2 separate regions of the Bicyclus anynana genome follow, and region 2 is linked to region 1. The links are chromatin contacts, called in public Hi-C maps. All regions are on one chromosome and are shown on one strand. The core of a region is the stretch at or near the end of the contact, and the rest is flanking DNA. Distances in the headings are between cores, read along the strand shown. Region 1 overlaps LOC112043717 (protein FAM107B). Region 2 holds the start of LOC112043717 (protein FAM107B).

Region 1 (5,808 bases), core at 3,095-5,594:
TAATACCCGGTGGATGTAGTTGCGTCTACTTCCTTGCTGGTCTAATTAAAAGGAATGGAAACTAATGAGCTATTCTACTTATAGCTACGTTAAATAAACATATTTCAACCTTATTTTCTTACTAGCGGACGCCGCGCGGTTTCACTCGCATGGTTCCCGTAGGAATACAGGGATAATATATAGCCTATAGGATAAATGTTCTATCTAACATTGAAAGAATTTTCGAATCGGACCTGTAGTTCCTGAGATTAGCGCGTTCAATCAAACAAACAAACAAACGAACTCTTCAGCTTTATAATATTAGTACAGATTAAGAAAGAAGTAACTTATTCTAATCACGTGGTCTTTAATTCTAATCTTTACAAATAATGCCCACGTGGTATGGTGGCAAGAATACTGGCTTTATTTTTGCAGGCAGGCTGATCCTTTGCTCGAAAAAAAACATACCAGTCAACTTGAAAAACTCCTCCTTTTAAAATCGGTTAAAAGTGAGCCAGCCCTTCTATTACCAGAGATATTTAGAGTTTGACCCTGTGTGGAAATTGGATGCACCATGGGGGGTGCAGTTACTGTTTCTAGTTTTAAGTTGGTAGACACTAATTTAATTTGCTTAGTACCTAGTTGTGGGTTATAGTTTCCGTGGATTTTCTGGAACAAAGTATGTCCATACCACATGTATGGTTATAACAAAGTATATAAGAACCTTCTTTTGGCAATAACAAACACATAAAAAAAATAGTGAAATCGGTCCAGCCGTTCACGCGTGATGTCGTGACCAAGAAACTGATTATTGAACGTCCTTTACTTTAATTTTATATAGCTCTATTTATTATTTATACTTCGCGTATAGTAAATTAGTAGACGAAACAAATTATGTTCTTGATTTTGTAATTATGATTTCAACTCTACCATAATATTTCTTTACATCCACGCAAAATTAGTAAAACCTTGAATCTCGGTTACTTACCTTGTAATTATACCTACCAGGCATAATTTTATTGGTTATCTTACGCTAGCCACAGACGATAAAATTCAGCTTGTTGATGTGAAAGTGAAAAGACATACCGAAATATGGTTTAAAATTTTTTTTCACTGCTAACATTTCAAAGCTCGCTGCAGATTTAACGTTAAACTTGACCGTGTGTGGCTGGCGTTATGTCGGATCCGGGATTAGAAGTATTTTTATTACAAAGCGGCACGTTTCATCATCTCACATCTTCCTGATACCGATCTTATTGCGTCACAGCATCGCTGGGAACATCAAAAATACACATAAAATGTCAGTCGGTGCTGTCCGCATATAAATAAGTTTAAAACTACGATCGTATCAGTGGTGTACGCGTAAACAATACTACCTACCCACATAAGTATCACATAACCAGAGAAGAAATATCTTAACCGAAACGCTTTTCATTTAGCTCTTCTAATTACATATTTTCTGATATTTTAAAGCTGAAAAGTTTGTGTGTTTGGTTGAACGTGCGAATCTGAATTTAATAATACTGGACAGCGCATAATTTGGCGAAGGCTGTTTAACATATAAGCTATATTCGCAATGATTTTACGCGCCGAAACCGCGGGGCATAGCTATTAAGTATTCGTATATAAATTCGCATAACTCATGTGGAATTTAAATTGAATAGGTAATGCCGATTCAAGAAACATAGATCACAATAAAATTTTGGAATTTTCATAATAAATACACTCGTGAGTATGAGATATTATATTATTAATAAACCTTGGCTGAGTTTGCTGTGGGCTCTTCTCGGACCAAGGCGCGTTTGGGACCCTCGTAACTTTAATTTTAAGTTTTCGTCTATTATTACCGCCATTAGATTAAATTAAATTTTGAAATATACGTGACCTTTCAAAAGTGCTTGTACTAACCTAATTAAAATAAAAGAATTTTGATTTTTTTTATGTTATTTAATTGATAGTAAGTTAAAGTAACCCTGAGATCAAGTCTATTTAAATAAAGTATTAAAATATTATATTGCGTATATATATATATATATATATATATTATAAAGTATAATATTGCGTATATGTATTTAAATGATACAGAGTAAGATATTTTAACTGAGGTTTATTCTCTGAAATGATGATTGAGTCGAGCGATATTTTATACTAGAGATAGGGCACTAGCGCAACAAAACTGTGGCGGACGAATGTGCATAATTGTCTTAATTTCATTTAACACTTAACACACAAAACACAATATTATACCCAAATAATGTCTACAATGTCCAGTTCTGTGTTTAGGAAGTGTAAAAACTGTATATAAATAAATATAATATAATGTAAGTAAACACAAAATTGTGCTCAGTAAAGTCGCTAAATTCGGATCACTTTTTGTAGGCACGTAACACATCTATAATATAAATTAATCATTGGTTGAATCACACTACCAGACAATATTAAAGCTGTGAAAGACAGTATTTATATGTTTATATATTAATTGTTCGTTTACACCTAGTAGGCTTGTTCAAATACTTTTATAGCAAGCTAGCCATTTTTCGGCTTTGAGACTTTTTAAAGTGTACCTTTCGTCTGACGCTAGCATCTTTGTCCATTGTAAGGCCCTTCTGAAAGCACTTTGTGTCTCCCTCAAAAGGTTCTTCAGAGATCGCTAGGTGACATGGCAACGTGTTATATCTTTTCCAAGACGAAAATGTTGTGCTGTGAAGTTATACTTGGGCACGTATAAAAAAAACATTATGCAATCTATGATCTAGCATTTTCCGAGCGTTTAACTAGGGCATGCTTATTATTGTCATTCAGATTTTGCTGGAAAAGCGATATTGCGAGCTGCGTCACTGTAACTGCACGGGTTTGTTGAATCGCATACAAAAACCACCATTTGTAAAACCATTTCATGTCGGATAGTAGTTGTAACTGTTAAAGGTATCTACTGTTGGAACTCAGTAAATCTCAATCGGCAAACACGAATTTAAAAGTTGAGTGTGGTATGACCCAAATAAATGATGCAGTTATGAAATATTAGCTAGGTATTCAATCAGCTGATTTGAATATAAATTATATAATAGGTAGTTAATCATATTCATATTACTCGTAGACAAAACGTCATCAGAGAACTTAGGTAATTTCGAATATGTTTCCGTTTAATCATTGTTAATTTTGCATATTCAATCATTTAATATATCAATAACTATCTACCAATTTCATTTTGCTCAATAAAAAGTCCAATGTATATATTATGACTAGGGTCGAAACACAAATTGCGAATCTATGCGTTTTTGTGCGGTAAAACCAATAATGTGTGGTGGTAGACTTTGCCCTGATATTTGCCTGATTTGCCTAAGAAAATTGATAGCAGTGGGTATGACCTCTGCCTCCGATTCCGGAAAATGTGGGTTCGAATCCGGTCCGGGGCCTGCACCTCCAACTTTTCAGTTGTGTGCATTTTAAGAAATTAAATATCACGTGTCTCAATCGGTGAAGGAAAACATCGTGAGGAAACCTGAATACCAGATAATTATCTTAACTCTCTGCGTGTGTGAAGTCTGCCAATCCACATAGGGTGGACTATTGCTTATCCCTCTCATTCTGAGAGGAGACTCGAGCTCAGCAGTGAGCTGAATATGGGTTGATGACCACGAGACATTGCCCTAGTTATACCACTAGCTACGATTAAGTACCGCTCAACGGTGTAGTATTCCAGGTATGATGAAGAAACTGCGACATTGATGGAATAAACGAAATAAATCGCAATTCCTTGCGATACATCGTGCGAAATAGTAGAATTCTGCGATGCGACATGTAATGGAGTTTTGTGTTTCGACTCTGTAGATAAAATTTTACGAAGCACTGATATTCATTTTTATTTTATCTATTCCGTCTATTGTGATGAAAACTTTGATTAGATGCTAAGATAAGATAACAGTGCGATGTGCAGCATAATGTGAAAATTGATAGTAGGTACTACTAATCTTCATACTTGCCTACTCAGCATGAAAAATGAAAACTAATTTCCTATTGTTTAATAATAATAATTAATCTGAGCTTTTCTACCTACTACCACAGAAAAAATATGTACTACTACAAAGATTTATTTAACCAAAAAAAGATAGCTATTCAGTATTTTGATGTAAAGTACAATACAAAAGGCGGTTTTAGGTTCGTGTACGAAGTCTGCCAAACTCAATTTATTTTAAGTGCGTGAATCGGAGAGCCTACGTTTTCTTTTACGAACGAAAGGTAATTTGTATGCAAAATCATTAGTTACCAATATTTTCTTAGAATGTTTCGCTAAACATTATCCGGATTCTTGGGATTCGCACAGGTGCACGACATCCTGGCGCGGTCGCGGCCGCTAAACTTTGTAGACTAAGAGACGGTGGGTACATGTAGACTCGGTGTAGGTTTTCCCATGGATAAAGTCGATCGAGCCTGTCTTTTTCATATTATGATACGTGTGGAGGCCACGCCTCGATTGTAGAGCGCGTTTAAATATTAATATGCTCAATATATTATAATTCGCGGTTACTCTTTTTGAGCGCTCGAGAAGGAGTGCGATTTGACACAATTATAGTTGGAAAAATGGTTAATTAAAAAAGAAATGTCAACTTGCGCAATTATAAATATTTATTTATTTTATTTATGCAGTATTTCTTTTTTCTTTAGAAAATAAAAAAAAAATAAAAGAATAATAAATAAAAAATAATAAAAAATGTCTTTACGTTGAGCTGGAATCGAAATCTGGTTTAATAAGTTTTGCCCCATAGGTTCACACCACTTGTCCAGTTGAGTCGATATTATAACGTCGAAATGTGTTTACTTGATGCACGACTTGGGCGTTAGGTTTATCTTCGTTACGGAATTTCTTGATTTGGTCGCCGCCCTCAAAGCCCACGATAAAAGCTATGCAATAGTTTAATAATATTTTTTTAAAGAATATAAATAACTAAAAAGTGTTCCTTAAAGTCATCCTTCCAAAATGGACATTTGCTCACTATTTACCACTTTACATAACCACCGAGCAGATGCTGCACTCGTGTTTTGTTAAAACGGCAATTTTATTTTGCATAATTGTCCACCGTCTCTTTGCTTACATCGGTATTGAACATCTGTCGCCTGCCGCATTGACGGTGTGCGCGCCTATATTCGAAGTCACAAAAGCGAGTATCGACATAAACGGCAGTCGACATCTGTAACTAATAATAATAATAATATTCACACGACCAACAAATGTTGTAGGTACTCGTAATAACTACGACTTTAACTCCACACTAAGAGAAGTTAATATAATAGATAGGTACACTTCAATGTACTTTTTAAATTAATACACTTTTGTGGCTTATTAATAAGACACAAATGTTCAGATAAAACTTTGTTATGCTAACCACAAACGGTCAATTATTCTCACGTTTCTGAAAAGCAAACGGCAGTACCCACGCGGCATACTATACGAGTCATATACGCAGTGACCAACACACGAATAATTATAGTCGTGGGTGCTACAGAAACGTGAGAATAATTGACCGTTTGTGGCTAGCATTATTGTGTTAGTTTTAAGCTTTTTTTAATTCAAATTCTAAATCAATGTTCAGAATTCTTAGAAGGTACGAGTATATTTGCGTAACAAAGACAAAAGAATACAACAAATCCTACATTCATTGTTCGCGAATATTCAAACCGGTTTCATAAGTGTTTGAGTATGTACCTACAGGTAATTCTGATAAATTAAAACTTGTTTCAGAGATATTCACAAAATAAAATTGTTAACAACATATACGTAGGTACAAAAATTTTTACTTGTGGCCGCTTTTCGAATCCATCATCAGACTA
Region 2 (6,338 bases), core at 2,745-5,244, 45 kb before region 1:
ATTACAATATTGAGGTTAGGAATTCCACGCATTAAGCGCGTGAAGCACCTTATTGTTTGGAAGCAAATCGAGTAGGAAATTAGTACTGAGCGCGGGTGGAATTAATTAATAAAATTATTCATTAATTAAATGGGCGTAACTTGAAACTGTTTCTGCTTATTGTATTGTTTACTGACTCGTGCATCGATTCGCTAAGAAACTTAATATTTATTTCGAGAATAATATCTCAGAATTATTTTTAGGAAATTAGTACGCGGTAATCATGATGAGGTTTTAGAATATTTGAATCATTGTAAAAAGCACTTTCTTTCGTTTGAAATAATAGTTTCATGCCTATGTTTGCCTGAAAACGTTTGGTTATGGCTAAAGGTTGTGGCTGGCTTAAAGACACATGAGGCATTGCATCGATTCATTTCCCTTAGAAGTTATCTTGAGCTTACGAGCGCTAGGTTAGTTTTGGTTGGAATATCTTGGTTGTCACTGAAATTACAGACACAAGAGCCAGAGCTTCTCTGTCTACAAGGCAGACATTCTCAAGTTGACGGGCCCAGGTCAAAGCTTTGTAGAGTATTCGTGAACTGCGAAGCAAAGCTCTGTACATAGCCACTGTAGCGCTATTCGCCTCCATCTTTCTCTATCTATAGTATAGTATTAGGCAGAGAGATAAAAACGAATTCGAGACACGCATTGTCGTCTTATAAAAAAATTGTTAACGAATAGCACCACTGGACCTGTAGCCAAGTTGCATGTCAATTCTCTTTCTACAAACGCTAACGCTTCGAAAACTAAAAATGTATGGGAATGACAAATCCGTTCGATAACTTGATCACTCGACCTGTCGATAGCAAATGTCATTCCCATACATTGTTTAATTTTAGAGGCATCGTAGATCGATGTTATAGCGGACGTATCTAAATAGGAATTATTTCCTTGGAAAATCACCCCGCGACGCTACACGTCTACAACACGAACCACCAATCACAACAACATGTTACAGAAGCGTGTGTCACGACAAACAACAAACCGCAAGAAATTATTTTTGATAGCAAATGTATGAATCAATTGAACTCCCTACAATCCTACCTTGTCTTTTGCTAGTTCGCAGAATTGATAAGTGTGAACGAGTTTAGCCGGTTCCATTCATCAATTATGTATTATTTAATGTTCTGTATGGTTATTATTATTGACATGATAATGTCTAGTATTAACCGTCCAATTACTCAGTCAGTTTGTGAGTAGGTAGATATTAATAATGTTTGAAAAGTAGCACGGAAATGACATCTGCTTTTTACTTACTCGTTGAAATAATATGTACAGCTACCTATCTACTATTATATTTATTTTGGTTCTACTTGCAACTTATATTATGTACGTCGACTATCAGTACGACAGGAGATACTCATATAGTACAGTGACACTGTTAAGTGTTTTATATTAGATATACAAGCGGATATCTACGACTTCGTCCACGTGAAATTCAGTTTTTTACGAATCCCTGGGAACCATTGTTTTTACGAATCCCTGGGAACCATTGTTATTGAGCAACATATTTTTTATATTTAAAAAATATGTTGCTCAATAACCTCCTCTATCTTCCAGTGAAAGTCCAAGTTAAATCGGTTCAGCCATTCCAGAGATTAGCCCAGACAAACAGGTAGACAGACAAATTATTTTACAGAAGGTTGATTGTGTTTTATTAACCGACTTCCAAAAAGGAGGAGGTTCTACGTTCGGCTGTATGTATGTTTTTTTTTTTTTTTTTTTTTTTTTATGTATGTCCAGCGATAATTCCGTCATTTGTGGACCGATTTTAAAAATTATTTTTTTGTTTTGAAGGGTTTGATTCCAGGGTGGTCCCATTTTTTTCATGTCAGGATCTGATGATGGCATCCTGGAGAAATCGAGGGGAACTTTCGAAAATCGTAGAGACGGCTAGTGCGTTTGTTAGTGTTTCCATAAGGTATTTTAAACCACTACAATTTTATGAAGGTCTGGAGTTGGTCTGATGATGGAGCCGATACACAGACGATAGAACTCGTCAACGATTTACAGCAGGTACCTTTTGTTTGGGCTTAATTTATTTGTATTGATGAGAACTTTCCACCTAGATGGGTTGTGACTGTATTAAGGGTCTGATGATGAAGACGAAGGACAGTGAAGAGAACTCCTCGACGGTTCACAGTAGCTACCTTGTGTTTGGACTTGATAAATTTGTATTGATGAGAACTTTCCACCTGGATAGATTGTGACTGTATTAGAGGTCTGGTGATGAAGATGAAGGAGAGTTAAGGGAACTCCTCGACGGTTCACAGTAGCTACCTTGTGTTTGGACTTGATAAATTTTATATTGATGAGAACTTTCCACCCATATGGATTGTGACTGCATAGGGGGTCTGGTGATGAAGACGGAGGACAGTCAGTTCACACTCAGTAGGTGTGCTAACACTAAAAATTAAAAAATAAAAATTTTAATAAAAAAAATTCAACCGACTTCCAACTCAAAAATTAACCTAAACTAAAAAGCAAAAAATAACATCTTACCTATGTGCTACCTTCTGATCAGTTTGAAGGCGGTGCCAATCCAGTGTCATGTTTTAATTAAAGCCGTTTCTGAAAGAACCACAGAAATTGTGTAATTTAAACTACTTGAATTAAAACATCACTGGCTTGGCACCGCCTTCAAACTGATCAGAAGGTAGCACATAGGTAAGATGTTATTTTTTGCTTTTTAGTTTAGGTTAATTTTTGAGTTGGAAGTCGGTTGAATTTTTTTTATTAAAATTTTTTTATAGTGTAAATAGTTATAAGCGCAAGTGCTTATAAGTTAATAAAGTTAAGTGGATAACTTTTTACACCAGCCACACACGGTCAAGTATGCAGTCATGTCTGTAGCGCGCTTATTAGGGATGTGACAGTAAAAAAAATATTGAAATAGTTATTTATTAATCTTTCTTACAATTAAATATGGATAGCTTTACTCTTTTCGGCTTATTAATTTTTAGTTATACATCCCTAATCGCGCTGCTGACTTGTCGGTATAGTTGACCGTGTGTATCTAAAATTACTTGGACTTACCTACAATTTATTTTTATTAATTATGCTTTATTTTTTACTCTTCCTTTTTTCTTTATCTACAATACAACATTTCGTTACATTAAGGATAATAAATACATATAATGTGTAATAATTAGGTAGGTATAAAATACAGGTTTCATCAAGGATTTTTTTCCCGCTATATAGTACGCTTTTTCTATAATGTTACGTAATTAGTTAATTTATTATTAAAATTCGGTAATAATCGTAGGCCGTAGTCAAGTTGGTTAATTAAATGAAAATAAAATGCTTCGGCAATTATTATCGGTTGACCTGCTAATTTTAATATTCATTATTATTGATTGATTTTTAATTTAAATAAGTATCTACCTGTATCTGCATTTTTAATTACTTAATCAAGAAATAACATAACTAGCTACGGTAGAATGGTATACTCACTATGGAAATATTAAAAAAAATTGCTTATGTGCAAAATCATATAATTTATCTCTTACTATAAATATCATCCATATCAATTCATTACAATCTCACAAACTACCTCTTTAGAATATTATTATAGATAAGTTATAGATTACCTTTGTCCGCCCTTTGTCGCAGATCAGATATAGCTATTAAACCTAATAATTTATATTTTTGTAAATAAATTACCATAACTTAAGCATTTCTAGAAGCAGTATAACAAGGGTAGGAGGTTGTCTACCTACACAAATTCTCAATACCCACCCGTGATTGTAACTCGAGCCTAAGCCACTTTAAAGGTCGAGTGGGATAAAGCTTGTGTATGCTCATAATCTGTACAATATTATAAGCCGGTTAAGGCATTTCTGGCCCATATCTACGGTACAGTTTACCTGCGCAGTGGAACAGGTAATCCTGTTAGCTGGCCGTGACACGTTGCCCGGCTTCTGTCCGCCATACAAATTCAGTTTAGTTTAGTTCGTATCCGTACTCGCGATGTGCGACGCGAGATCACGCAAACCAGCACCTGCAATACAAAAGAAGCTCGCCATGTATGAAAACGGTACAGCTGCCAAACAAAACAAATATCCACAACCATTTTAGCTTTGCATCTGTTGTGTTTGCTGTGTTTGGTCGCGCATCGTTTTACGATCGAAAGTGTCCATGCATTTGTAATTATGGTGTGGCTGTGGCTATTCATTTGGGTGTGGATTTGCGTTTCACTGTGGCTAGTTGTCAATTGGCACACGCGCTAAATCAGTAGAATGTAGAACACAGTTCATCCATACTTCCATGTTAATATTAAAAACTAGTAGACGCCGCGCGGCTTCACCCGCGTGGTTTCCGTTCCCGTAGAAATACGGAAATAAAATATAGCCTATTGTCTTCCTCGATAAATGGGCTATCTAACACTGAAAAAGTTTTTCAAATCGGACCAGTAGTTATTGAGATTAGTGCGTTCAATCAAACAAACTCTTCAGCTTTATAATATTAGTATATATGCGAATGTCCGTCATTTTGTTACCATATCACGAATTTTCATGAATTTTAGTAAAAAGCTAAACTGGACCTTGGAATATTACTTACTTTTCATCCTGGAAATATCCAGAACAATTTTGAATTGAATTGCGTCTTTCGGTAGTGAATTTATAATTATGGTGTGGCTATATTTGGGTGTGGATTTGCGTTTCACTGTGGCTAGTTGTCAATTGGCATTGTCAATTCGCATTAAATCCGTGGAAGTTAGAATAACAGAGTTTATCCATACTTCCACATCTACCTAATTACCTATACTTTATCTACGAATATTATAAAGAGGTAAAGTTTGTAGGGATAACCTCTTAATCTAACGAACCGATTTGAACGGGAAAGAGTAAACCAAGAGGAATTACACGTTGGCTAGTTAAAATTATAAACGCGATAGTCCGTTTGATACTTTTTCACGACGAATCCGTTGGACCGATTTTTATGAATTTTGGTTTTGAACTAAACTGAACCTTGGAGCAGAACATATAGTAGTTTTTATTCCAGGAAAATCGATGGTTCCTGCGGGATTAGTAAAAAACAAAATTTCACGCGAACAGAGTTGCGGGCGCCCACTAGTGCATTTAAAATTATGGTGTGGCTGTTTAATTGGGTGTGCGTTTGAACTTCACTGGCTAGTTGTCACTTAGCACACGCGCTAGTATAGAACAACAGAATTCATTATGAATAGAAACAGGTGTTATTTTTCGGAAGTTCGTTACAATTTATTTATTTTGTTATATTACCGCGAATAACTGACGAATCGAATGTCAACCACTGACGATCAAGTGAGCTCACATACCTGCAGCGCTAACGTCCGATAAAACTGATCGTGTGTTGGTCGCGTTGTGCACATAATCCCGATCGCGACCAACACAGGATAGTTTTATCGTACGTCAAGCCGTTAGCGCTGCAGGCATGTGGTGGGTTTATCGGATAGTGAGTGGCTAACATAACCCGACAATTGTCGACAATTTGTCTGAGCATGGTGCACTCCGAAACGAGAGCATCCTTATATTGACTCTACAGTGTTTGATTGCAAAACTTTGCATTTTTTTTCAAGTGATAACTTTATGGGGGTAAACCGCTGGGTAACGTAACGCGTTACAGCTGACGTTGACAAATTTCAGATAAATGTTTCTATGTTGCTGCTGTCAAAATGTTCTTAACACCTCACCGACAATATCAAAACGGCACATGTCGACATAAACGATTTTAGTAATTTTCGAAGGCTAATTAACACCAATGCTTACTTATTTATTTTTAGAAATTATACACTGGTTTGAAAAATAATTAGTTTTTTTTTTAATTCCTGGACATTTTAAATTTTCAGACATGTGCCCTTCTCGAAATTGCATATTGAATGAAATTCAATAATTAATTATATTCAATTGAATAATGCAATTTGTTTAAGTTATCACTTTTGTCGAGCGTCTCGACGCGCACAGGTTTTTTTTCCAAAGGATATTTTGTTGGGTCTTGGTGGCTTTTTCGCTTTTGTAAGAATAGCAAAATAATTAATTATTCACTGTTTTAACAGAGTTTATGTTTAGTGGGCTTTCACGCCTTGTGGTTAGCGATATTGGATCGCTTTGACAGTTGACACAGTGCACCGCGGGTAACAAGATACTCATTGTTACGAGTACATCCATCCTTATAGCGAGCAAACGTTCACTTTCATTGTTTTGCAATTAGTTTTATTGTGCGACCGGTAAATATCATATTTTATTACACCCGTTTATGTAATTCTGCTCTTACACACCGGTGCCTATTGATTTACGAAGTTTTTTTTTTTTTAAAGT

What was found. A called contact is a pair of places that touch in the nucleus more often than the background predicts.
Region 2: a Hi-C map of whole body shows a contact between it and region 1, with 3 times the contacts expected there. The contact joins the promoter of LOC112043717 here to the enhancer-like site in region 1.

What each region holds. Positions count from the first base shown.
Region 1 is chr7:6,898,052-6,903,859 of ilBicAnyn1.1, reverse strand. The region is part of intron 2 of LOC112043717 (protein FAM107B); the gene reads left to right. Among protein-coding and RNA genes, the nearest start is that of LOC112043725, 25 kb to the right of the region's middle. Within about 2 kb of position 4,344, at least 4 of the 8 cell types and tissues checked have open chromatin away from gene starts, as enhancers often do.
Region 2 is chr7:6,942,291-6,948,628 of ilBicAnyn1.1, reverse strand. LOC112043717 (protein FAM107B) reads left to right here and starts at 3,994. Exons shown (of 4, transcript XM_024079245.2): 1 at 3,994-4,075. The coding sequence starts at 4,009.